2 separate regions of the Mus musculus genome follow, and region 1 is linked to region 2. Evidence: chromatin contacts called from public HiChIP or PLAC-seq data. All regions are on one chromosome and are shown on one strand. Each heading gives the region's core, a stretch centred on a gene start, on an enhancer-like site or on the middle of the called end of the contact. The rest is flanking DNA. Distances are from core to core; before and after follow the strand shown. Region 1 overlaps Ctnnd1 (catenin (cadherin associated protein), delta 1). Region 2 overlaps Itgav (integrin alpha V).

Region 1 (6,171 bases), core at 1,056-3,555, 890 kb after region 2:
ACGGATCACCTTGTATAATCTGGAAAATTATTCCAAATAAATGGCCATAAACTCAAATTTCTAAATGGAACAGGCTGCTTGAGTCAAGAAAGGTACACATTTAAAACAGATTATAAGGTTGTGGATAAATGGCAATTGCTCTCCAGCTTGTGTCTTTGGAAAACAAGTTTCTCTACTACTATAGTTGGTCAAAAATAACAGACTGCACCAGAAATGGTGGCCCACTCGTTAATCCTAGAGCTCAGGAGGCAGAGGCAAGTGGATCTCTGTGAGAAGACAGCCTAAGCTACATAGTGAGTTCTAGAACTTGCCTACATAGAGAAAGACTTTACCTCAAAAAAACAAGAAAACATGCAGGTATGCACAATGTGTTGGAGAATATTGCGTGTGTCATGTGTCATCCAATCAAATCTGTAAAGCAGATTTGACCCAAGGCTACTCACTACCTCGGAACCTATAATCAAAAGATAATGGATTGGCCAGGCATGGTAGTGTATGCTTTTTATCACAGAATTTGGGAGGCCGAAGCAGGTAGATTACTTCAAGTTCAAGTCCAACCTGCTCAACATAGTGAGTTCTAGGCCAGCCAGAGCTACACAGTGAGACCCTGACTCAAAAAGAATTAATTATTCAATAAATTAATTAAAAGTTAAGAGTCTAGAAAGTTCTAGATCCATACCTGTCTATAGATTAACAGTGACCTCTAACCTGGCACTCACCAGTAATCACTTCAGTCAGGTCCATATCACGAGCCTTTCGGAGCAATCGGACCAGAGCAGGAACACCATCACAGTTTTTTATGGCGATCTTGTTATCTTGGTCACGTCCAAAAGAGATATTCTTGAGAGCTCCACAGGCTCCGAGGTGCACTTCCTTTTTGGGATGGTCTAACAATCCTACCAATATCGGGATACCCTTGAGCTTCCGCACGTCAGTCTTCACCTTGTCATTGCGGTAGCATAAGTGCTGCAGGTATGCAGCTGCATTGGACTTAACAGCATCCAAGCGGAAGCCTAACATGGCAATCACCTCTGGCAGCTCAGGCTGTCTCCAGTTTGAAGGTGGGGGCATTCCCTTTCGCAAACTATCCAAGCTTGCTAAACTGCCCCGCTCATGCTGAGCTAAAGGAGCCCAATAGTACTGATCAGGCGGCACCTCTTCACCAATCATGTCTTCATAGCTCCTGCAATTTTGAAAGAACAAAGAACCAAGCAGTTAAATCTGGCTTCATAGACATTCCTATTACCAATCATCTTCAAGGTAGGATCACAGCTCTACAGAGATCATGTGTCTCCTCTGTATGGTCAATTTTTAATAATTTTGTGAGCAAGTGCAAGTACTCTCAATGTCCCTCGACATTATTATTATTATTTTTTTTTGAGACAGAGTTTCTTCCCAAATCTGAAGCTTGCTGATAAACTAGTCTGACTGTCCTGCAGGACCCAAGGATCCTCTTATCTCTGCCACCACAGAGCTTAGCTTGTTATGTAGGTACTGGAGCTCAAATCCTGGTCCTCATGTTGTGCAAAAAGCATTTCACCAACTGAACTCTCTCCCTGGGTCCAATTTTAATAACTTAAAAGTAACCTGTGGCCGGGTGTGGTGGCGCACGCCTTTAATCCCAGCACTTGGGAGGCAGAGGCAGGCGGATTTCTGAGTTCGAGGCCAGCCTGGGCTAAAAAGTGAGTTCCAGGATAGCCAGGGCTACACAGAGAAACCCTGTCTCAAAAAACCAATGAATGAATGAATGAATGAATGAATGAATAAATAAATAAATAAATAAATTTTAAAAAGTAACCTGTGAAGTTTGCTGATTGAGAAAGACAAGTATGTGGAACGTTCATCACAAAGAGAACACACAAGGAATCCGCACACAGGAAAGAGCTAGTGGAACAAAACTATTAAGCTCGCCCTATTTTGGAAATTGAAGAGGCACTGATCAAGAAAAACAGAGGACTTCTGGCTATATTGTTGAGGAGTTAGCTTTAGTACTACTGAGGCATAAACTTGAACACTAGCTGTCACAGTTCATCCCAGGGCCTCACGTGCTATTCAGTCAGACAGGTATGTTCCAAGAAGAGTTCCATCCTTCAACTTCTACATTTCCATGTCTGCCAAATGGCACCTATACACCAACATATATTGGAATGTCCCAGCTCTTGGATCAGAAGAAGAAACTGAAAGATGTCAGATGAGAAGCAACACTTCCTGTTTCAGTACCATCAATACCCACTAGAGGGTGAGCCTGTCACACTGTTATTTATAAGTACAAAGGAAGAACCCTATTATCTATGAGCTCACCTCACTCACCACCAACCCAACCCCCCCCCCCCCCCCCCGGGCTCCCACTGGGATAGGGGACTCTATTGTGTAGGACTCTCCAAATAAGACTTGCTTGTTCCATAAAACCACTCCCACAGTCACCAAACATTGAAAATTAGCCTACCTAACAGGTATCAACACTGATCATTAAACAATAAAAAACTCAGTAGAACAAATCATTTCATTAAAAAATAAATAGACTTGGCAGTAGTGGCACATGGCTTTAATCTCAGTAGTTGGGAGACAAAGGCAGGGCAAATCTCTATGAGTTCAAGGCCAGCCTGGTCTACAGAGAAAGCTCCAGGACAGCCCTGGTCTTGAAAAACCAAGGGAAGTAGGGGGTTGATAGTAAAGGCACCTTTAAACTTAAAATGTCATTTAAACAAAATAAAGTAAGTTGTTTTGTTTTAAAAGCAGATTGCTAAACACTATATGAAAAAATATTTCCTTTTAATGAGAAAACAGGATACATGTTTTCAAGAAAACCCCAAGAAACACCAAACTGTCCATGAGAGAATGGTGTTTTAGGCTGTATGCTGAGCATATTTTACTTTTCTTGTTTAAGACAAGCAACTATAAAAATAATTGCCACTGCCAGATTTTGTTTCAGTCACTCAAGGAAGTCTATCTTTATACTTCCTTCTTTCATAGGCAGTAGATCAAGATTCTTTCACAAATAACAAAACTGCACAAATGACCCAATAACTTGCTTAAGGCTCTATAGATAATGGCAGAGGCAAACTAAAACCAGGGTTTTCAAGTTCAGTGCTTTTGCCACTAATCACTGCCTTGCTATGAAAGTTTGACCTTGCACTATTCTTGAAGGCCGAAACAGGAAGCAGAATTCTTCTAGTCAAGAATCTTGCTAGTCAAGCAGGATTCCAAACTCAATGTCACCCTGGAATAAACCCAAGAACCAAGCCCCAAACCCGCTCTATGTGACTGGCACTTCAAAGGACAGCAGGGAACAGTCTGGTCATCCACACCCACCTGTGTCTAATCTCTCTTGGCTATTGAGGAAGTCAGAGCAAGCAGACTTCAGCCCCACTCCTTGGGCAGACTCTTCTAATGATAGCTGCTATCTATCTACCCTAGCTAGCTTACACCAGCTAAGATCTGGTGCCCCTTTAGGAATAAAAGGTGAGTCACATGGGAGTTGAATTTGCTAACCACGCCATCTGAAGAGTGTCAGTGACTCAGGCTTAGATAATAGGGCCTCTACTCCTGTCCCAGACTAATTCAGTTTATGGTTAGCCAATACCACCTAATATACATTTGGAAAGTGCCAAGACCTTTGCTTTGGAAGGTCATGAACCTACTTACAAAGACTGAGAACAGCTGCCAGGGCACCCTCACTATCAAGATAACTATAAGCCTTCCTTTATTTCTTAACTTGGAAAATATAGACCCTGATTTTAAAGTAATGTTTGCAGCCCAAGACCAAACATGTTTTTTTGTGCACACCCATAAGTAAGAGTTTTTAAAATAACCTTTTAAAAATATGAAATCCCGACAAGAGACATGACAAAGGCACTAATGAACAGCACACAAAGCCTAAAATGGGTCCTTTAAAAAAGGTCTACCAGCCAGAGCTAAATAGTGATACCCTGTCTCAACAATAACAAGAATAAAGAAAGGGAAGGAAGAAAGAAAGGGAGTGAGGACCAATCAATCCCATTGTAAAATCTTCCTCCATGGCAACTACGCATCCAAACAGTCAGCATGGCATCTTCAGCCAGCAAAGATCAGCTCTAGGAGGAAGAGCCCTCAGAGCAGACAGGTGCTTAGTGACCTCTAGGAGTCCCTAAAGCTACCTCTTCCCCCACTCCTGCCCACCTGAGGCGTCGTCGAGGGTCAGAGGGTGTTCCTGTCCGACGGGCAGTACCATAATCAGACATCATGCCGTAATCGAGGTCATCATAGCCCATGCTGCGCTGGTCATCCTCTAGCCCGTAAGGCTCAGGATGAAAACGATGCAGGTCCACACTGCTTCCACCTACTCGAACCTGGGGCTGGGGCCCATAGACATCTTGTCTACTGGGTGCCCGGTAGCCTTCCATGCTGGGCCTATACCGCTCCTCAATTCGGGTCACCCGGGACAGACTGCCGTAGTTGTCACTGCCACCTGGATAACCATCTTCATAGTGTCGGCCATACCCATCTGGAGGATAGTGGAAGTTCCTAGGAAGAGTGGCAGTGCCCGCTTGCCCCACATAGGGACCAGGGCCCCCATTGCCATTCTTGCGAAAATCACGGCCCAAGGTCTGGATATAGTTATTGGAGACTGCTGAGGCGTCCACGGGCAGCCCGTCTGGCCCCATGGGGACAGGCTGTACTGTCCGAGTTGTCATTGTCTTCACAACTTTTTTGACCTTCATTTAAGGAATAAGAAAAGGAAAACCAACTATTGAGGAAATAAAGAATCTAAGTTTAAATTCCACAGTACTCTAAGATAGAAACCCTACCCTCTAGGTCTTTATACAGAAGTGTGTGTCATCTATATCTCTTCTCCATCCTACAGAAGCCCTCAATGGAAAAAAACTGCCCAATCACTAACATCCTCTCCGGAAGCTACTGTAACTGTCATACTCCTCCTCTCTTCCCACTTCCTGAACTTCTTTTACCTTGTCTCTTTGCCCAGGCATCACTTTCTTTCTGGCAGACAGTGGCTTTGGCTCACTTAACTCGTTAGCTTCTCTACTAAAATACCACAGAGGACCTATCATTCTAAGACACGAAAATCTCAGCTTACTGTGGTCTCCGTGCGTCTAGTGGTCCCATCATCTGTGGTCTCCACAGAAACAACAGACATGGCTCCTTCAGGGTCCTCCTCGGTGTAGGTTTCCACAATCTGTCCTGGCTCCTGCATCCTGGGGATAGTGCTGTACAGAAGGTGGTTGTGATCCTATGAGAGAGAAAAGAGTGAAAATACAACTGAACCTATGTAGTAACAATCTATTCTAGTAAGAAACACAGGTGCCTCTAGAGACAGGAGGCCTTCATGCATCTCCCATTGTCCTCAGGGGTTTTTAATAAAAAATGGTTGTCATCTTTAATACTTGTACAAAAAGGCAGGGCATGGTAGTGTACACCTTTAATCCCAGCACTCAAGAGGCAAATGCATGCAGACCTGTAAATTCAAGCCTACCCTAATATACACAGCAAATTCCAGGTCAACTAGGACCACATGTAAAAGGACAGAAAATAAAACTTCCTAGTACTAGCTATCTAACACATATAAGTTTAAAAAGGTAACTAGAATCATGCTGACATTGCAGTGACTGGGACAGCAGGTTACCTCCCATTCTGGTCCCCGACTTGGATATTAACTGTGTTAACTGTAATATTTACACTGGAGCAATACTTCAAAAAGAACAGCTTACTCAGTAAAGATACGGATTTTAAAAAATAATAAAAATACCAGGTTTTTGCTTTGTTTTGGGTAGCTAGGCAAGCACCCCACCTGCCACTGAAAACATTTGGAGCCTCCTCCTACTTTTACTTTGGGATAAGGTTCCAGCAATCTCCCAGGGAGGCCTTGAAACTTTTGATCCTCCTGCCACAGCCTCCTAAGACACTAAGATTAGATTTGCCCCATCAGGCCCAACAAAGATTTTGTTATTCATCAGATTCGTTCATCTCCTCAGTTAGATTTTAGGTAAGCTTTTCTACAATGTAAAATTATGCTCTCCCTCAAAACAATTGCAGTTTTTGGAGGATCAAATGAGATAGGAATACCATGAGAAAAGCCAATGATTAAAAAAAAAATCAGCAAAACTATAATTTGAAATGGTACCTTTTTAATTTCCAAAATTAAAAAACTAGTAAATATTTACGATGAGCACTGCA
Region 2 (6,316 bases), core at 3,529-6,028:
GCTACGCCCTCGCCCCGGCGGCCTCCTGCTGCTGCTGCCGGGTCTCCTGCTGCCCCTCGCCGACGCCTTCAACCTGGACGTCGAAAGTCCCGCCGAGTATGCGGGTCCCGAGGGAAGTTACTTCGGATTCGCCGTGGACTTCTTCGAGCCCAGCACGTCCTCGTAAGTGGCCGCGCTCGAGTCCCCAGGCGCCCCCTCCCCCACCGCGCACCCTCAGCGGATCCGCACCCAGCCGCTGGCTCCAGGGTCCTCCCGGCCCCAAACCCGCCTACTCTCTCCATGCCGCGGCTGGCCCAGGTCTGGCATGGATGAAACTTTTGTGGGGATGACCTAACCTGACACTCAGCATCCAGTTTCACCGTGTCCCCAACTTCTTCTGATTGGCTGGGGACAGTGCGAGAGAGCTTTGAAGGAGCTCTGTTAAGCATCCAGGAAAAGTGAGACATCTGTACAGGCTTGTCCTGCGAGACTTTTGGCCATCTCTTGTCATTCCGTAACTTGCTTCACTTGGCCCCAGAATTTTTTTCTTCCGTATCAACCAGTTAGCCTCTTCCTAGTGCTTTTTGCTTTCTGAAATTAGCTCTTCCTTCGTCTGATTCTCTCTCTCTCGCTCTCTCTCTCTCTCTCTCTCGGTTTTTTTCCCACTCCTCTTCTAGACACTCCGATGACTAAAGTGACCAAATTGTTGTATTAATTTGTAAAGGACTATGAGACCTTTGCGCGTTTAAGGTCCACCAGATGAATGGAATGCGTCATCTGCTCCTTTCTAGTCCACTATTTAGGTCATTGTTCAGACAGAGCGAGGGTGTTTGCTGAGTTTTCACTCTCTGCAGGTCACTTCAATGCTGAAGAATACAGCAGGTCACGTAGGCTTTCAAATTACTCACGTCCCGTGTTGCAAAGTTCCTGAGGATTTGTGACGGCTAATGTCGTGTTTTTGGATTAAAGTTGTCTTTGACTCAACGCTGGCATCATTCTCATCCCTACTAGTGTAGGAAACCCCGATTAAATTGATGTTTTTCATGTCTATTACATTGTATTTCCAAAGAAACGGTTTCTTTAGTTACTTCTTAGTGTACCCCTTGGGGTAACAACATATTTTTTTTTTACCACAAACCCCCAACTCCCCCCCCAATTTAGTTTTGGGGAGGTGCAAGGCATAATTTTGATGGGTAGGTGATACAAGGTTCATTTGAAGGTGACCTAAGTATTTGTCTGAGGTAGTTGGGGCAGCCTCCAGGGTTTGTCACCGTTTTCCTGAACACTGATGAGTATCATAGGAACCAGTCCTTAAAGCAACCTGTAGCTTGGGTGGGGTTGGCAAAAATCGACATTGTTTATGTAGAGCACGGTTTGATTCACATTGTCAGTGCTTTCTGTTAGACCTGAGCTCACACTCTCCAAAAAAACAAAAACAAAACCAAAAAACCACAGAAGCACCAATTGCAGACATTTAACCACTCCCGCCATGCGAATGATCTCTTTGTATGGATAGAGTAGAGCTTGGGGTTCTACTCAGGGGCCCAGGCTGCTGAGTCTGTAATATACCTCTGAGCTACAGCCACATCCACTCTATCAGACCGCTTTAGTTAGCTCACTGTTTAAAAGTTTCTCCTTTCCATGTATTTTTTGTTTGTTTGTTTGTTTTTGGTTTTTCGAGACAGGGTTTCTCTGTATAGCTCTGGCCATCCTGGAACTCACTTTGTAGACCAGGCTGGCCTCGAACTCAGAAATGCGCCTGCCTCTGCTTCCCGAGTGCTGGGATTAAAGACGTGCACCACCACACCCGGCTCCATGTATTTTTTTAATTGTATGCTTTTTACATCATGGCCACTGCACTTGCCCCCTGGGTGTATCTTTTAGATTAAATTATACAGAAATTTTTCTGACTGAAAATATATTCTCTGCCTTACAGGAATTAGCAGTTAAATACTTCAGAGTTGATGGAGTGTTTTGCAGATGTTATTACTTTTTACTGTTATTAATTTAGTTGGTTTTTGTTTTTGTTTGTTTGTTTGTTTGTTTTTTTGCTTCTGTTTGTCTATGGCAAAGATTTAGTATCCAAGATACATCCAGAAACATGGCAGGCTGGCAAGCTTTTAATTGTCTTTTGCCATGGAAAACAGCAGTTTTGAGCTGTTGGTGGTATTTACTATTGTTGATTGCAAGGAATGTAACTAATCTTTGGAAAACATATGGATATGCAATGAGCTCATACATTTACACAGTCTCATGTTTACAGGAACTTATGCATGAGTTTTAATAGTAAGATATTGTGGAACTTTGGAGATTGCATGTTGTATTTTGAAACAGTCACTATCAACTTTGGTACCAAGAGACCAGCCTAACATAAAAAAGAAAGCAACTTTGAGGGGCCCCCTCCCTCCCAATACACCTAAACAACGGTTTATACTTACTGACTCTTCCAGATTAAATGAAGATTATTACAAAATTATACTTAATCTTAAAATAGAAAAAAACCAAAACCAAACAAAATTTCAGATGGTGGTAGCACATGCTTAAATCCTAGGACTCTGGAAGCAGAGTCAGGCAGATCTCTGAGTTGAAGGCCAGCCTGGTTTACAGAAAGAATTCGGGGATAGCCAGGACTACACAGAGAAAAGCTACCTCATCCCACCTGCCAAAAACCCAACCAAACAAAATTATGCTTAGTATTGGCAAAGGCACCTGTATATTCACTATATATTCAGCAAGCATTAGAATCCACAGTATTGTATGTCATTATCTGTTGCATATATTGATAGTTCCTTTTTTCCTTTCCTTTCCTTTCTCTCCCTCCTTCCCTCCTTCTCTCTCTCTCTCTCTCTCTCTCTCTCTCTTTCTTTCTCTCTCTCTCTCTGCCTGCCCGTGCCTCCCAAGTGCTGGGATTAAAGGCATGCATTACCATGCCTGGCTTAAAAACTTTTAAAGGAGAACTATGTAGTAAAATGTTAATAAAAGAGCTCCCCCTATGTGAAAAAAATTGATTAAGGAGGAGAGTAGCTGTGATCCCCACATATTCCAGTTTCAGAAATCTAAATACTACGGAACGGGTTCACTTCTTCTTTTTCTTTTTCTTTTTGTAAATTTTATTTATTTGAATTTTATATATATGATGAGTACACTGTCCCTGTCTTCAGACAAAGCAGAAGATGGCATCAGATCCCATTACAGATGGTTGTGAGCTGCCATGTGGTTGCTGGGATTTGAACTCAGAACCTTTGGAAGAGCAGTCAGTGCTCTTAACCGCTGAGCCATCTCTCCAGCCCCTCTTTTTTCTTATAATAGAAGATTATGAGTGAGAATATCATCTTCATATTGTTATGGAAATGAATGCATCAGTACTCACTAAAAAGAAGTGTTAAGCAAAGCTTCCAGAATGGAGCCGGGCATTGTGGTAGAAAATGCTTAGAAAATGCATCTGTAATCTTAGCACTTGAGAGATGGAGGTAGGAGGATCAGGAGTTCAAGCCCCACTTATGTCCTGTGTTCCAGGCCTGCTGGGGTAACATGATACCTTTTCTCAGAACAGAAAAGGCCCTAGTTTCAAGTTCTTTATCTCCATTAGGAACAATATTGCAATAGCTGTGGGCCAGTTAGCCCGAATTAGCCGTGTTAACTCAGCTAAAAATGAATTCTATTTGCATCAGGAGATGTTGGTTGCACCTCCACTTCTATTAATGGAACCCTCCTTTCTCTGTTGCCCTGGAGATCATTTCATATTCCTCCCTCTGATTTTCTATTTTACTTTGCCTCTCCTGCTACACTCCTCTGAGATTAGTCACTGCTTAGTCACCAGGCAGAAGGACTTACAATCTCTTCCTTGATAATGCTTCCTTGCTGCTAGCTCGCTTTCTGCTTCTGCTTCTCACTTGAGCCTGGCTCTGGGCGGCTCAGAGCTTCTTGAATCATTCTGCCTATTTGGCTGATAGACCTGCAAAACATGTTATATGTTTCTACTGCTTTTATATTTCCAAAACTTTTTTTTTTCAGTAGTTCCATTGGCAGAGGAAATCCAAACCCAGATTAAGGCCTCCTGAAGGAAAATTTTCAAATTTCCATGTCACAATACCTTAGAAAATGACTCAAAGTAGTGTACTTACCTGAAGTCCCAGCACCCAGAATGCTGAGGCAGGAGAGGATTGTCACAAGTTTGAGGCCAGCCTGGGCTAGGTAGTGAGTTCCAGGATGGCTAGCTTTGGCTACAGAGTGAGACCTGGTCTCAAAAACGCACACCCACCCCCCAAAAAGAAAAAAAAGTGCATGTTTTAATAAACTTGAATGTACTGTGTTGGTTAATTTTCTCCATCATAAATAATACATCTGGTTAAACTACAGTCTTTATTATTTGGAAAGCAAACCTTAGGTCTATTCCTTTCGGTTAAGATCATAGATTTATTGGGTGGATGTGATGGTTGGTGGATACCTTAATTCCCAGGCCTCGGGATGCAGAGGCAGGGCAATGCCTGTGAGTTCCAGGGCCGTGCATGAAATGTGGTAGTTACTGTCTCCGTTTTACTTTACATAGTTGTTGACCCAAAGCATTTGTTTGTTTGTAGAGAAAATCTGAAACTTGAATTACACCTCAACTATTTTATACACATTTCCTTTTATGTATATAAATAGTGTTTTTTTTTTCAGGAGTTCCCATTGGACACCTCAGAGTCAGCTACGTATATGAAACAAGCTTTATCTCGGAAAGGCCAGTGCTGAGAGCAGCCAAAGAGCTTAGTTCATTTGGAAAGTTTGGAAGTGTACTTGTCATTGTTTGGCCAGCTGCCCTGCTTGGTAGCCAGACTTGTATTCTGTGAAGCAACTGCCCTTCCTCTTCTGCACTGGGTAGGAAGTGCAGCTCAGGGCCATCCTCACAGCGTGTCTCTTTCCCCTCTTTCTCTTCCCACCCCCACCCAAACTGCTTTCTCCTTCCCATCTCTTGCCTTCCGCTCCTCTCGCTCCTCTCTCTCTCTTTCTCTCTATCTCTTCCTTTCTTTTCCTGCTGCTTCTTAGCATCTCCCCCCATTCCTTGGCATCGCATGAATAGCACACTCATTTCTGGAGTCCTAAAGAGGCATTAGTACAAATAAATCGAGTTACCATCGAGTGCTGGTGTAGGTGTGGCTCTTGGTCATGTTTTTGGGCGTACTTTTTTTTGGAGTGAGATAGAGACAGCAAGGAGAGCACCGAAGGCATGTTGGATCTTACGTTGCTTAGCTTCAAAAATATACACATTCTTCCGTGAGGTCTTTCCAGCCCCGTGCGAGCTTAAGGTAGCTCCCCACCTGTCGGCTTTGCCAGGAAACGGTATGAGCCAGCTTTCCTGCCCTTCGCTTTTCCCTCTTCTCCTTTGAGTTAGTTACTTGAGCACTAATGGCTCTGTGGAAAGAAAAGCTCCTTTAAAAGCAGACTTTAAATTACTTCCTATTTCATTAGGAAATAGTTTATTAAGTATATCAACTGCTGGTTTGATTGCTAACGTATTGTTTTCATTTATCGACTGGCCACCTGGGAAAGAATTTAAGTAACGACAGAGCGTTGTACCTCTGTTCTGGAGACCTGAGAACGGAGATTTCAAGTGACTCCTCTTGACTGCTTGCCTTGTTTGTGAGTTGACCCCTTCTGTTTGCACTGGGTGGTGCTGCTTGTTACACTGCAAACAACTTTTCTATTCTGTCTCCTCTTTTCTTATACCTGGACTTCTGCAGGCAATCAGCAGACAGTTTTAGTTGACTTTTAAGTAACACTACTTGCTTTTTATAAAGTGTTTCATTGATGGGCTTACAGGTTGGTTTGTTTGTTTTTTTTTTTTGTAGCATAAATAACTTTTGTCTTAATTATTCTTCCTCTTCCTCTTCTTCCTCTTTCTTCTCTTCTTCCTCCTGCTTCTCCTCTTTCTTTTTCTTCTCCTTCTTGTAACTGTGACCTTTCTATGCCTGCCCCAGTTCCCAAATAATGCTTCCTCTGACTCTGAGTAGTGCATCCCTGTGCCATCCTCCTTCCCAGAGCCAATCAGTCACTCTCTCTCTCTCTCTCTCTCTCTCTTCAGAAGTCCCACCTTACTATTATGCTTTTTGTTATAGGTCATAGGCTTTTTATTTCAACCAATCAGAGGCACCTTAAGCAGGCAAGGAAGGACAGAGATACGTCTTCACAAAGTGTACAAAAAGATCACTTCTAACACCACCTCCATCACCACCTCCATCACCACCTCCATCACCACCTCCATCACCACCTCCTTTCTCCTCTTCTTCCTCTTCTCTTCCTCTCCTCCTTTCCTTGGTCTCTCTGTGTAGCCCTGGATATCCAGGCATTCACTCTG

What was found. HiChIP or PLAC-seq counts read pairs in DNA pulled down with a chosen protein or histone mark.
Region 1: an H3K27ac HiChIP or PLAC-seq map of microglia shows a contact between it and region 2, with 5 times the contacts expected there. The contact joins two enhancer-like sites. A contact is called at or near these places in 3 of 39 promoter capture datasets (the C10 cell line, liver and neutrophils), 2 of 115 datasets of contacts at active chromatin or transcription factors (embryonic stem cells and microglia) and 1 of 9 other capture datasets (liver).

What each region holds. Positions count from the first base shown.
Region 1 is chr2:84,615,761-84,621,931 of GRCm38.p6, forward strand. It overlaps Ctnnd1 (catenin (cadherin associated protein), delta 1), which reads right to left. Exons shown (of 19, transcript NM_001085450.1): 4 at 5,075-5,227; 5 at 4,159-4,694; 6 at 720-1,183. Among named protein-coding and RNA genes, the nearest start is that of Ctnnd1, 32 kb to the right of the region's middle. Within about 2 kb of position 2,306, at least 89 of the 459 cell types and tissues checked have an H3K27ac peak or open chromatin away from gene starts, as enhancers often do. A contact at or near this core is called in microglia, where this site is marked.
Region 2 is chr2:83,724,758-83,731,073 of GRCm38.p6, forward strand. Itgav (integrin alpha V) reads left to right here. Exons shown (of 30, transcript NM_008402.3): 1 at 1-162. Among named protein-coding and RNA genes, the nearest start is that of Itgav, 3.5 kb to the left of the region's middle. Within about 2 kb of position 4,779, at least 122 of the 459 cell types and tissues checked have an H3K27ac peak or open chromatin away from gene starts, as enhancers often do. A contact at or near this core is called in microglia, where this site is marked.